Linked DNA regions of Ovis aries: region 1 is linked to region 2. Evidence: chromatin contacts called from public Hi-C data. All regions are on one chromosome and are shown on one strand. Each heading gives the region's core, a stretch centred on a gene start, on an enhancer-like site or on the middle of the called end of the contact. The rest is flanking DNA. Distances are from core to core; before and after follow the strand shown. Region 1 has its middle 8.4 kb from the start of GRAMD2B. Region 2 overlaps ALDH7A1 (aldehyde dehydrogenase 7 family member A1).

Evidence for each region. A called contact is a pair of places that touch in the nucleus more often than the background predicts.
Region 1: a contact with region 2 is called in a Hi-C map of retroperitoneal adipose tissue, with 4 times the contacts expected there. The contact joins two enhancer-like sites. A contact is called at or near these places in 14 of 16 Hi-C or Micro-C datasets (blood, hypothalamus, liver and 6 more).

What each region holds. Positions count from the first base shown.
Region 1 is chr5:25,222,387-25,229,143 of ARS-UI_Ramb_v3.0, forward strand. No RefSeq gene overlaps it. Among named protein-coding and RNA genes, the nearest start is that of GRAMD2B, 8.4 kb to the left of the region's middle. Within about 2 kb of position 4,510, at least 7 of the 54 cell types and tissues checked have an H3K27ac peak or open chromatin away from gene starts, as enhancers often do.
Region 2 is chr5:25,057,923-25,064,669 of ARS-UI_Ramb_v3.0, forward strand. It overlaps ALDH7A1 (aldehyde dehydrogenase 7 family member A1), which reads left to right. Exons shown (of 21, transcript XR_009600672.1): 18 at 4,736-4,856. Among named protein-coding and RNA genes, the nearest start is that of ALDH7A1, 44 kb to the left of the region's middle. Within about 2 kb of position 2,744, at least 34 of the 54 cell types and tissues checked have an H3K27ac peak or open chromatin away from gene starts, as enhancers often do.

The sequences.
Region 1 (6,757 bases), core at 3,260-5,759, 170 kb after region 2:
AATGCAGCAAAGTGGCAACATTCTACACTTAACTACTTTTTCCAGGTCTGAGACCTGTCACAGTTCCAGGTCAGGATCCTTTGGCTTCACTGCTTTCCCCTGGAGCCTACTCTTCCAGGGCATGAGCTGTGCTTGGAATGTCTGCTGGATGCTCCTCTTTGCTGCCAGGGCCTGTTGTCTTTTCCACATCTTCTAGAGGTTAACCAATCTTCGAGAAACTCTGAAGAGTGTCAGAAAGGAACTTTGAGTTTACTCCTGACGTGGCCAATAACAAGCCTTTTAGCCAAGTGGCCTGTTCTTCCCTCACAAATAATATATAAGAAAGTTTCTCTTTCAGGGTCTGGTTAGAGGGACAGATCAGCCACATCTGAAACCCACATGTGAGAGTCAGCAATTGACCACAGAGACTTTCTGTGTGACTCCTAGGATAATGTTATCCTGTCACCTCAGGAGCTTCATCTTTTCTTGAGGCTGATGTGGGGTTACTTTCATTGACCCCTTATTCATGATGATCTTTGTCTTACACCAAATTTGATGTCTTTTCTCACTTTAGAAAACAGTAAGTACCTGCTACCTCAAAGGTTCTACCCTAACTTCCTAAATGGTCTTCAGTTTACTCCCTGGAGTTCATGACTGAATATTATTTAAACATGCCCAGCATAATAACTTTCATATGTATTTGAATTAAACATAACACATTTGATATTATCAAAATGTTGATAAAACATCAATATTTTATCACCCATGTCTCATCTGTGCTTTCTGTGATCAGAATATACTTTTTTGCTTAAAGAACATGTTTTATACTGTATTCATCATGGTTCTTTCCTCACTGTGGAGGCTCAGTAAATACTTACTGGTGATAAACCTGCTATGCTTAAAGCCAGATTTACTGGGAAATTGATCTTTTTTATTCTTGCTTCTTTTTAGCTGTTCTACCATGACACTAATGCAGACACTTAAGTTGCTCATTAACTAGAAAAATAATAAAATGACATTAAAGTTCCTTTTCTGCTCTGTTTCAGACAAAAGTCTAAATGACTGAACTCAAATGTAAATATTTTAGAATATCTAATTCATTTTAATCTAAGACCATTGCACAGCACAATGTATGTGGGGAGATGATTTATTTGTATAGGAAATACTAAGATGAAGGTTTACATAGAGCAGAAAGGGTACAATTTGCTTGTAGAGTTCAAAACTAGATAATAGAACTAGAGACTTCCATGCATAAGATTGTAAAATATACACATAATTTTATTCTCTATCATTTCTTTCCTACTGTTGCATGCACAATTTGCCCTTCCATCCTGTGTTAGATTAAGGCATTAATGATCTCAGTTAAATTAATGGCTTCTCTCTGTCCATACTATTTGTCTGATAACCTTGGAGTCCCTGATCCTCCAACTTGGGCTGCCCTTGTGACTTGCTTTGGCCATATAATGTAGCAGGAATGATGTGGTGACAGGTCTGAGTCAAGAAGCCGTGTGTATTTCTGCTTCCTTTCTGGCTCTTCTGTGGTCACCATGGCAACATGCCTGAATTAGGATCTTGTTCCAGGTGAGACCTGGTGGAGCACAGATGAGTCATTCCAGCTTTCATAGACCACTCAGCTCCTGGTTGACCTGCTATTTGACACGTGACCGAGTCCAGCCAGAATCTAATTGGTCTAGATCAGTAGAACCACCTGCTAACATGTGGATTTATAAACAATAAGTAGCTATTTCAAACCCATATGTTTTGAGATGGTTTTTATAGAGCAATAGCCAACTTCAGATTCTACAGTCTTATCACTAATGGAGTAAGATGATAATAGCTAGCTCCTTTTAGGGGCACTTATATTTTACCTGTTGTCAACTGCTTGAGTTATATGAAAGTAACTTTGAGAGTGTCTTCAGTTTCACTAAGTGAACAGAGGGAACTTGGAGACTGTAGTGGAATCTTCCTGTGTGAATAGCTGAATATACTTCAGAAGACTTTTCTCACCAGAAATAAGGAAAGGTAGCTTTAAGGTAAGGTAGGGTAGAGGACATCTTTTAAAGACATAGACCAGCACACTCTTGGGCTTCCCTGGTGGCTCAGATGGTAAGAATCCACCTGCAGTGTAGAAGACCTGGGTTTAATCCCTGGGTTGGGAAGATTCCCTGAGAAGGGAATGGGTACCCACTCCAGTATTCTGGCCTGGAGAATTCCATGGACTGTATACTTCATGGGGTTGCAAAGAGTCAGACATGACTGAGCAGCTTTCACTTTCAGCATGCTGTTACCACCACGTCCCCCTCTTCCCCAGCCTCCCCTTCAGCCCTCCTACTCCCCGTGAAAATCCTGCAGCAGCACCTGCCATTTACTCTTGTCAGGTCTGTTCTGGAAGTCCTGCTTCTTACCCCTGTCTTGACCATGTTCTGTGTCTTTGCATTGAAATTCTTGTGACTTCTTTGGTGTAAGACAAATTAGGCTTCCAATCCAGCTCATGCCTGATGTGTGATGGGCCCCCAGGCATGCTGAGGTTTTTTAAAAAAATATTTATTTATTTATTTATTTATTTTTGGCTGCGCTGGGTCTCCGTTCTCTTTGCACGGGCTTTCTTTAATTGTGGCGAGTGGGGGCTACTCTTTGTTGCAGAGCATAGGCTCTAGGCACGTGTGGACTTCAGTAGTTGAGGACACAGGCTCAGTAGTTGCGGCTGGAGGACTTTAGAGTGCGGGCTCAATAGTTATGGCCCACAGGCTTAGCTGCTCCGAGGCATGTGTGATCTTCCCAGACCTGGGATGGAAACCGTGTTCTCTGCATTGGCAGGTGGGTTCTTAACCACTGTGCCACCAGGGAAGTCCACGCCAAAGGTTTGATGTCCTTGTGCTCCAGTCTTCTCTGCAAAATGTTGGTGAGAAAGTGTGCTCTGTGATGCACTATTCTTTTTCTCCATGGTGTATTCTTACAGTTAGGGAAAAAAAATTAGCTATTGCTTTTTAAAAAGTTAGTTGAATGTCCTTTTGATCACTGGTAAAAGACATTTTCTACTGATTTAGAAACTTTGAGGTATGGGTCAAAGCTTTAGCAAATATTAACTTAAATATTTATATCTTTTCTGGATTCTTTTTCACGATAGGTTATGAGGTATTGACTACAGTGCCCTATGCTATACAGTAGGTCCTTGTGGTAAGAAATCTGTTGAACTTTAATAACTCAGGCTTAACAGAGATCCTGGAAACTTGTGAACACCTTACAAAAACCTCATTTTGAAGATGTGGAGACAGATGTTTCTTAAGATTTCCTTCAGTTGTAAAGACATCTGAGCTAGTGGAAATATTTTAATTCTATTGGAATATACTGCAGAATCCACTTTTACCAAGGAATGAAATAAGGGAGAAAAATAATATCTTGTTGATAGTCTACTCTGTCTGGCATTTAGATATTTTACATATTCATTTATTCCTTGAAATAACCATATAGAGTATTATTCTCACCTTAACTACATCATATTATAAATAACCACTACAGTCTTATTGAGAGAGTATCAAGCACCAGTGTTCTTGCCTGGAGAATCCTAGGGACGGGGAAGCCTGGTGGGCTGCCGTCTGTGGGGTCACACAGAGTCGGACATGACTGAAGCAACTTAGCAGCAGCAGCAAGCATCAGTGTAATCAGTGGGCTCAGCTTCAACAGTCTTCTCTATCTACACATGTCCTCTAAGTGATATTATCCAGCCTTAGGGCTCTAAATTCTATTTATGTGCTAATGACCATCAAATCTTGTAATCCCCCCCTAACTTTTCCCATGTTAAATAAACATCTCAAACTTACTCTTACCACACCAAAATGTTGAAGTCACAGCTCTCCTCCAAACATTTCCACTCAGAAAGGAAGATGCTAAGGGGAAAACAAGCCCTAAAACAGCCTTCCTCAAGCCCTGCTCAGAGAAAGATTAAGACAACTGAAATAAGTTCAAGGAGAAAGATGTTGAGTTATTTTGGTATGTTATGCTCCTTTTCTAAAAGGTGGAGAGACGTGGAGGAGAGAGAGAAGAGGGAAAATGAATATACTGTTTACTCAATGGGAAATGTACACGAAAATTCCATCTTCAGAATCCTGGCACCATCTAGTGGTTAACACAGCCTGTTTCAGAGACCAGTCATTTTTGTGGATGGTATTAACAGTTCTCAGACTTTTCCTGGCTGGAGGAGGCAACGGGACCCCACTTTAGTACTCTTGCCTGGAAAATCCCATGGAGAGAGGAACCTGGTAGGTTGCAGTCCATGGGATCGCAAAAAGTTGGGCACGACTGAGCGACTTCACTTTCACTTTTCACTTCCATGCACTGGAGAAGGAAATGGCAACCCACTCCAGTGTTCTTGCCTGGAGAATCCCAGGGACGGGGGAGCCTGGTAGGCTGCCGTCTATGGGGTCACACAGAGTCAGACACGACTGAAGCGGCTTAGCAGCAGTAGACTTTCCTGGTATGTCTCAGAATCCTGTGTGTTCAGTCCCTTCAATTGTGTCCGACTCTTTGGGACGTCATGGACTATAGCCTGCCTGGCTTCTCTGTTCATGGAATTTTCCAGGCAAGAATACTGGAGTGGGTTGCCATGCCCTCCTCCAGAGGATCTTCCCCACCCAGGAATAGAACTGGGTCTTTATTGCAGACAGATTATTTACGGCTAAGCTACCAGGGAAGGGTTTGACATAGGGTTTAGGCATGAGAGTTTTGAAAAAACAAGTTACACAGGTGATTCTGCTTATAGTCTCTCATTTGTATGACTTTCCCTCTCCTTTCCTTCACCCCTTGTAAGAAGTATTTATAGAGGATATTTTATACAATAGGATCAAATTGAATTTTGAGAAATGCTATTTTGAAATTCTGAGGATTTTGTGACACATTCAAATCAAAACAGAGTTGAGAAGTTGTATGTGTATGGGGAGTGGTGTAGGGTGGCCCCAAACCAGTGTGGCCAGTTATTGCTCTGGTCAGCCAATGGCCAATTAAATAGGACAGAAGACATTTGTAATCTATTTTTAAGGTTCCTCTTAAATTTTCCATCACCTTCTATCCTATTGATTTTAATAGTTAAAACTTTTCACCCTTTTATTTTTAAGTCATTTCAAATTAACAAAATATTTCAAACATACCAAGAATTTTCATAACCTTTCATCCAGTTTCATCAAGTGATAATACATTGCAAAACCACATTACAATTATAAAAATCAGCAAATTAGCACTGATACTATTACCTTACACATAGACTGAATGTGAATTTTCCAATTGTTCCACTAGTGCTCTTTTCTTGGTCTGCAATTCAGTCCAGATTCTCATGTTGTGTTTAATTAATGTCTCCTCAGTCTCCAGTTTGTGACACACCTTAGTTTTTGCCTTTCAATAAATTTGATTTGACCCTTTAAAAGTACTGAACAATTAGTTTTGGAATATAATTCATCGTGTTTTTTAAAAATTTTATCGTATTGAAGAATAGCTGAATCACAATGTTATATTAGTTCCAGGTGTACAACATAGTGATTCAAAATTTTTATAGATTATACTCCATGTTTCAGTTCAGTTCAGTCGCTCAGTCATGTCCGACTCTCTGAGACCCCATGAATCGCAGCACACCTGGCCTCCCTGTCCATCACCGTCTCCAGGAGTTCACTCAAACTCACGTCCATCGAGTCAGTGATGCCATCCAGCCATCTCATCCTCTGTCGTCCCCTTCTCCTCCTGCCCCCAATCTCTCCCAGCATCAGAGTCTTTTCCAGTGAGTCAACTCTTCGCATGAGGTGGCCAAAGTACTGGAATTTCAGCTTTAGCATCATTCCTTCCAAAGAACACCCAGGGCTGACCTCCTTTAGAATGGACTGGTTGGATCTCCTTGCAGTCCAAGGGACTCTCAAGAGTCTTCTCCAACACCACAGTTCAAAAGCATCAATTCTTTAGTGCTCAGCTTTCTTCACAGTCCAACTCTCACATCCATACATGACCACAGGAAAAACCATAGCCTTGACTAGCTGGACCTTTGTTGGCAAAGTAATGTCTCTGCTTTTGAATATGCTATCTAGGTTGATCATAACTTTTTTTCCAAGGAGTAAGTGTCTTTTAATTTCATGGCTGCAGTCACCATCTGCAGTGATTTGGGAGCCCCCCAAAATAAAGTCTGACACTGTTTCCTTTGTTTCCCCATCTATTTCCCATGAAGTGATGGGACCAGAGGCCATGATCTTAATTTTCTGAATGTTGAGCTTTAAGCCAACATTTTTACTCTCCACTTTCAGTTTCATCAAGAGGCTTTTTAGTTCCTCTTCACTTTGTGCCATAAGGGTGGTGTCATCTGCATATCTGAGGTTATTGATATTTCTCCTGGCAATCTTGATTCTAGCTTGCGCTTCTTCCAGTCCAGTATTTTTCATGATGTACTCTGCGTATAAGTTAAATAAGCAGGGTGACAATATACTGCCTTGACGGAAGCCTTTTCCTATTTGGAACCAGTCTGTTGTTCCATGTCCAAATCTAACTGTTGCTTCCTGACCTGCATACAGATTTCTCAAGAGGCAGGTCAGGTGGTCTGGTATTCCCATCTCTTTCAGAATTTTCCACAGTTGATTGTGATCCACACAGTCAAAGGCTTTGGCATAGTCAATAAAGCAGAAATAGATGTTTTTCTGGGGTAGTTTGAGCATTCTTTGGCATTGCCTTTCTTTGGGATTGGAATGAAAACTGACCTTTTCCAGTCCTGTGGCCACTGCTGAGTTTTCCAAATTTGCTGGCATATTGA
Region 2 (6,747 bases), core at 1,494-3,993:
ATGTAACCATATACTATTGATACGTTACTGATACTCTGATTCCATTCACCCTTTGATTTGAGCCAGCAGAGTCTTTTATAGCAAAGGGAGTCATGTCATATATACTTAGTTTCCTTTAGTCTCTTCTTGACTGTTATGGCCTGGATACTTTGGGAACTGCAGACCACTTACTTTGCAGGGTGACCTTCAACTTGGTGTTTCCTCATGATTAGGTTCAGGTTGTGCACCTTTAGCAGTTACAATTGCAGAAATGATGCCATGTTCGTCCCATGAGGTGGTGCATGATTGCGTTTTGTCTTATTACTCATATTACCATTGATACCTTGACCAGAGTGGTGTCTACCAGCTTTTTTCATTGTGAACTATTTCTCCTTTGTAAATTAATGTCTTCTGTGGGGAGGGACTTTGAAATTACCTGTGTGTTCAGTTTGCCCTCAATCTTTCTTGTCTCATCTATTTTCCTCTTTTATACAGTGAGTTATAATCCATTTGTTTTATTACTTCTTTGGATGCTCACAATGTACCTTGATGTTCCTGATTTGGCCAGCAGAGTTCCCCTTGAGCTGACGTCTGTGTTTTTTGAATGTGTCCTTGTTCTTTAGGCACTTGCTAGCTTTTTGAAACAAGATGTCCCAGATTTTTCTTGTAATTAATCTACCCCAGTTCTGCTATCAGCCATTTCTCCCAGGAGCTCTGATTCCTTTTAGTCAAGAACCATATTTAGGGGAATTCCCTGGTGGTCCAGTGGTTAGGACTCTGTGTTTCTACTGCAGCAGGCATAGGTTTGAACCCTGGTTAAGGAACTAGGATCTTATATGCCAGGAAGCACAGCCAAAAAAAAAATAGAAAAGAATCTTATTTGGAAGCCAAGATCTGGTGTAGGTATGACTAGTGACATGAAGATATCACTGCTGCTAGGTCCTTACAGAGGATAGAGCTGGGAAATACATGTACAACCGACTGTTGAACGAGTTTGAACGGCACTGGTCCACAGAGACAATACTTTGCAGACAAAGGTTTGTCTAGTCTACATAACCTATGGTTTTTTCAGTAGTCATGTATGGATGCGAGATTTGGACCATAAAGCTGAATGCCGAAGAACTGATGCTTTTGAACTGTGGTGTTGAAGACTTCTGAAAGTCCCTTGGACTGCAAGGAGATCAAACCAGTCAATCCTAAGGGAAATCAACCCTGAATATTCATTGAAAGTACTGAGGCTGAAGCTGAAACTTCAGTACTTTGGCTACCTGATGTGAAGAACTGACTCATTAGAAAAGACCCTGATGCTGGGAAAGACTGAAGGCAAGGGGAGAAGGGGATAACAGGATGAAATGGTTGGATGGCATCACTGACTTGGTGGACATGAGTTTGGGCAAGCTCCAGGAGTTGGGAAAGTCTGGCGTGCTGCAGTCCACTCAGTCGTAAAAGAGTTGGACACAACTGAGCAACTGAACTGAACTGGTCCACTTACGCTCACATGTTTTTCAACAGAATTACAGTATTACACAGTCATATGCTGGTTGAATCTGCAGGATCAGAACCTCATATACAGAAGGCCAACTTTAAATTATAAGTGTATTTTTGACTGCAGAGGGTTAGGGCCCTAATGCGTTGTTCAGGGGTCAACTGTATACACAAGTACCTCTGTGTTTACTTCTGAATCTATCTGCTTATACTGAGAGCTAGGAGTTCACATCAAAACTTCCATATCCAACCCAATATCATAGGTTTCATTTTAGTTATCTTTTGGTATTTGCAACTCTGATAGTAAGAAACTGCCTCTCATTACCCTTGATGTAGTTCTCACTGGAATAGCTAATCTCCCATCTTTCTGAGGACACCTCCCTCACCTACTTCTGGTTTTGAGGATGCTGGTCTCATCTCCCACGTGGATTTCCTTCTCAGCCCACTCACGCATCCTATACATAGCTGTCCCCAAATGGGGACAGTCTTCCAGCTGCCTAATGGTGTTAGGACTGAACTGCTCTGGAAGAAATAAAGTAGACAAAGAGTAGATTTTAGCTCCTGTAACATACTACAAAGATTGGAGGCTCAACAAGGTAGCTTCTGTGACCTTTCCTGAAATGTTGAGTCCTGAGTCAGTTAAAATGACGCTGTCCCTCACCCTGCCTGCTTGTCTGGGGGCTGAGATGCCTGGGTCTTCAGCGGGATATATAGGTGGTGCGGGTCTGGGAGGTGGAGCATCTGTGTCTTCAGCACAGCTCTGCTTCTAAGAAGCTGAATGTTCTTAGAGGAGTAATCTGACCTTTCGGTGCCCTAGCTCTCTCATCTACAAAATGAATAGGCTGGGCCATGTGGAGACCATGGACCAAAACTGGCTAAGTGCTTGATTTATACTTAGGTGTTAGCCTTCAGAAAAAAATTCAGATTTAAATTTCTTTGGAAGGAGGCTGTGCATGCCAGTTAGCCACAGGTGGGCCACAGCTCAGATGATCTTTCCAAGTTTCACATATTTCCTTCCAGCCGAAAGGTTTTGAGGTTTAGGCTCTGGTGAGTCAAGCCTACCCCTGTCTGACCCTTCTTGGCTAAAGGCAGTATTTACACCAAGAAGAATGAAAACAGCTTATAGACTTCCAGTCAAGGCCATATTCAGGATATGATTTTAGCTTCTCTTTCCGAGACTGCAAAGAATGAAAGCTCAACAAGGTAGTATCTCTTTCCTACTTAACAGTCCAGACGTGGGTAGTCCAGGGTGAACTGGTGACCTCCTGGTGTCTGGGCCTGATTGTTCTGCTTGATGAAAGATGACTCATCGCTACCACATACTTGGGTAGGGGAGGGCACTCTTCCACTTAAGGGTGTGACCAGGAAGTTGCACATGTCAATTGCAACATGTCACATCACATGGCAGAACTTAGTCACAGCATATACAGCCAAATGGGAGGTTGAGAAACAAACCTTTATTTTTGGCAGCTGCGTACTTGGACACAACTTGGGTGTTCTGTTGAGAGAGGACAAAATGATTATTGGGGGAAAATTAGCAACTTCTACCAGAGTGTGTGTTAAACATACTCCCTTCTGCCCACTCTGGGGAATGCCTCCTGTCACATGTCATTTTACTTCCTTAAGCTCTGATGATCAGCCAATTAAGAATTAATTTAGATCCTGCTACGATTACTTAGGGCTATTCATCATGACCCTTCATAAAAAACAGAAGTCATCAGCTTCCAAAAGCAGCCAGTCAGGGAAATTTCAGAGTTGGTTAGAACAGAATGGGAGGTGGAAGAGAGAAGTTTCGACAAATGGGATAGTTGGAGGTAGAGTTGACAAAGACAGGAAATCCTGCAGAGAGCCAGTAGCCAAGTGGAAAGTGGGTACCTGGAGAAGTCAGTGCTGGTTTAAGAGAAGTGGGAAAACGGAGAGAGAGGCTGAGAACCAGATGTGAGCTTCCTCTGCATTTTCTGGTGTGGCTCAGTGGATTTCTAATCTTCTGTATCAGGGCTGTCAGAAGGGCAGGATTCCATTCTCAGCTTAAACCACATCTCTTCTGAGGCCCCTGTCTTCCTCTGTAAAATGGGCATAATCTTTCTCCAATACTTCTTTTCCCAGCACTATTGTAAAATACAAGTATGATGCCAGATGTTAGAACTTTCCAGATAAAGTGTAATAGATGCATGGTGATACTGGAAGAAGCAGTGAGCTCCCTGTATTCTGTGTGGAGCTGGTCTGGGCCAGCCCAGGGGCACTGATTTAGTTAAGAGAAGCTCAGAGATCTGGACTGATGGGGTCACCTCTGATTCAAATGTCATTCCTTTGACAAACAGGGCCTGGGAGAGACCACACAGTGTGGAGGTTAACCCCTATGTGGCAGGTCTAGACCTAGGCTGTCAGCATAGACACATATCTGGAACGGAGTGGGGAGGATGGCATGGTCTCGTGTATGGTCAGAAAGATGCTCCTTACACGGGGCTACTCCTGTCGTGGTGGGATTGCCAGTGCTTTCTCTGATGAGCTCAGAGTCCCTTTAAGGAAGTCTTAACCTAAGACTCTTGAGAGGAACTCAGGAACCATGGCTGGAACTGGTTTGATACTGGATTGCAGTGAGCCACCTGCCATACCACTGAATCTCTCCTTTTGAGCTGGTGAACTCATATTCAAATTGGCTTTCAGCTGTGAAAATATCTTCTGAGTGAAAAGAGGAGACATTTTCTCCAGTTTAGGGATTGAGTTTGCAATTAAAATGAGGACATTCAGCTGTGAGCCAGGAAATGCTCTTTGCTCATGATCTCAAACAGCCTGTGAGAGGGGTCCTCAGGAGAGGACTATGAGAGCGTCTTTTCCTGTGTTCTTTTTGGGGAGGAGACGACACGTGGCCTTGTCTTTTCTGGGGATAACACGAGGGGACAGTGTCTCAGGGATGCATCTTGTTTTATTTTGAATTGCAACTTGGAGAATGGGGTGTCAGTTTTCTATTCCCTCAGTTATTCATTTAAAGAATGTAACAAACTGTGGTAAGAATAACAAAGACGATTCACTGAAGGTTTTTCTTTCTCTTCTTGACTTAATGATCTGCCCTAACTTAAAAGAATTCTGCATAATAATTGCAGTGCTTCCTGGTGTTTTAAATCCAGACTCTAGCTACCCCAAAACAGTGATCAAATGATTTTAACCTCTTGAAATTGAAAGAACCTCTGAGGAAACAGTACCAGGAAACTTTCTATAGCTTAGGGCTGTAGACTGTAGGAATGACCCAGTGAATTTTTTATTCTCATAGTTTGCCCTGCACAAGGAGTCAGAAAAAGAGGAGATGAATTCTCACCTCTGCCTACTTCTGCAGTCTGCCTTAGCTGCCTACTAAGTGTGGCCGATCATTCCAGCATCTCCTATGAACACAGGTAAGCTGAGTCTGCGTTCCCCATTGTATTTTTTGACCTCTGCACATTTAACAAGGACTTTCTCATGACCGCACTCCCTCCTTTCCTCCTTGAGGGATTTCATTTTATTCTTGCTCTCGAAAGCAGAGAGCTGGCTGCTGCTGGTATTCCCCCGCCTCCCTCTCAGCCCTCTCAGAGCTTCCGCACCACCGAGGGCCCCCTCCCTCCCAGGTCAAGATGTCACCGTCTACGTGCCGCTCTGGCTAAGTGGCTGAAGTCACGACATCCCCCCAGTCCTGGATTTTTATAAAGAACCTAGTCAGTGTGCTGCCCTTGTTCTGCCCCAGCAGGATTCATCTCTGTGAAGTGCATCCTCTGAAAAAGGGAAAAGCCCAATTGTTCCCTCTGTGTTGCCCAAATGACTTGAAGGGCTTGGATTTTTAGTAGCTTCCAGAAACAAAAGAGGATTTTTTTAAACTGGACGACCGATTTCCTCCAGCGAAGTCTCCCTGGCTGACCTTTGTTTACGGTTAAGCAGCATTGTGCTGGCTGCTCTGTGGCTCCAAGTCAATCACTACAGGAAATTCGCTTTAGGGCTGTTATTGAACTTACAAGGCCTACTTCTGGTTTGTTCGTTCTTTCTTTTTTTTTTTTTTTGTCTGTTCCTTAACAACAATAAGGAAGGTTACAGAAAGTTTCATATTATCCTTCTCACCCCAGTGTTAGATCTCCTTCTTGTTGTATCCACACGGTTCTGATGCACCGGTAATATATTTTAAAAATTAATTAATTTATTTTTGGCTGTGCTGTGTCTTCACTGCCCTGAGGGCTCTTCTCTAGTTGTGGAGAGCAGGGGCTGCTTTTTTTGTGGCAGTACATGGGCTTCTTATTGCAGTGGCTTCTGTTAAGGAGCAGCGGCTCTCGGTTCACAGGCTTCAGCAGCTGAGGCTCGCAAGCTTAGTTGCTCCGGGGCATGTGGGATTTTTCCCAGATCAGGAACCGAATCTGTGTTTCCTGCATGAGCAGAATTCTTTACCACTGAGCCACCAGGGAAGCCCTGCACCAGTAATTTTTTAATGTCTGCTTCCCTCACTAAAGGAAAGCTCTGTGAGGGCAGGACCTTGCCGAGCTTAACCAAGTTTTCTGTCTCTTCTCCCGCATAGTATGGAATCAGTAAATGTTTGTTGAGTAAAGAAATAAATGGATACTCTGTGGAGGGTTTGACTTCTATTTGTATGTGTGGGGAAGGAAAAAAAATTCTTCCTCACTCTTATGTTCTTTCACTGAGACCTGTGAATTAAACTGAGAAAAAGATTAACAGAAGAAAAGAAATACACATTTTAATATTATTTTATGTACACAGAGGGGACTTTCCTGGTGGCTCAGAAGGATCTGCCTACAATGCAGGAGACCCGGGTTCAATATCTGGGTTGGAAAGATCCCTTGGAGAAGGAAATGGCAACCCACTCCAGTATTCTTGCCTGCAGAATCCCCATGGACAGAGGAGCCTGGCAGGCGATAGTCCATACAGTCCATGGGGTCCCAAAGAATTGGACATGACTGACCAACTAACACGCATGTACACAGAGGCCTTCTTACAAATGAAGTGAAAACCCAAGAAGTAGTTACTGTTGGAGACTTACATTCCATTTTACCAAAGGCCAATGAATGGTGGAGGATTGAAACGATGAAGTTAACGGGGTTTGGGTTTCTAGGGGTAGTAAGTTTTGGGATGTTAAGTATATGGGGAAACATGATGGAAGAAAGGGTTAACTGTCAATAGTCAGGTTTAGTTTCTGCGCACTCATCCGGATGCTGTCTTAAGCTCTGGTGATAAATGTTGTTCTTTCCTTCTGGGTGTGAGAGAGGAGGACATCTTCAGAAGGCAAGTTAAGCTTTTAGGCTGAAGGGA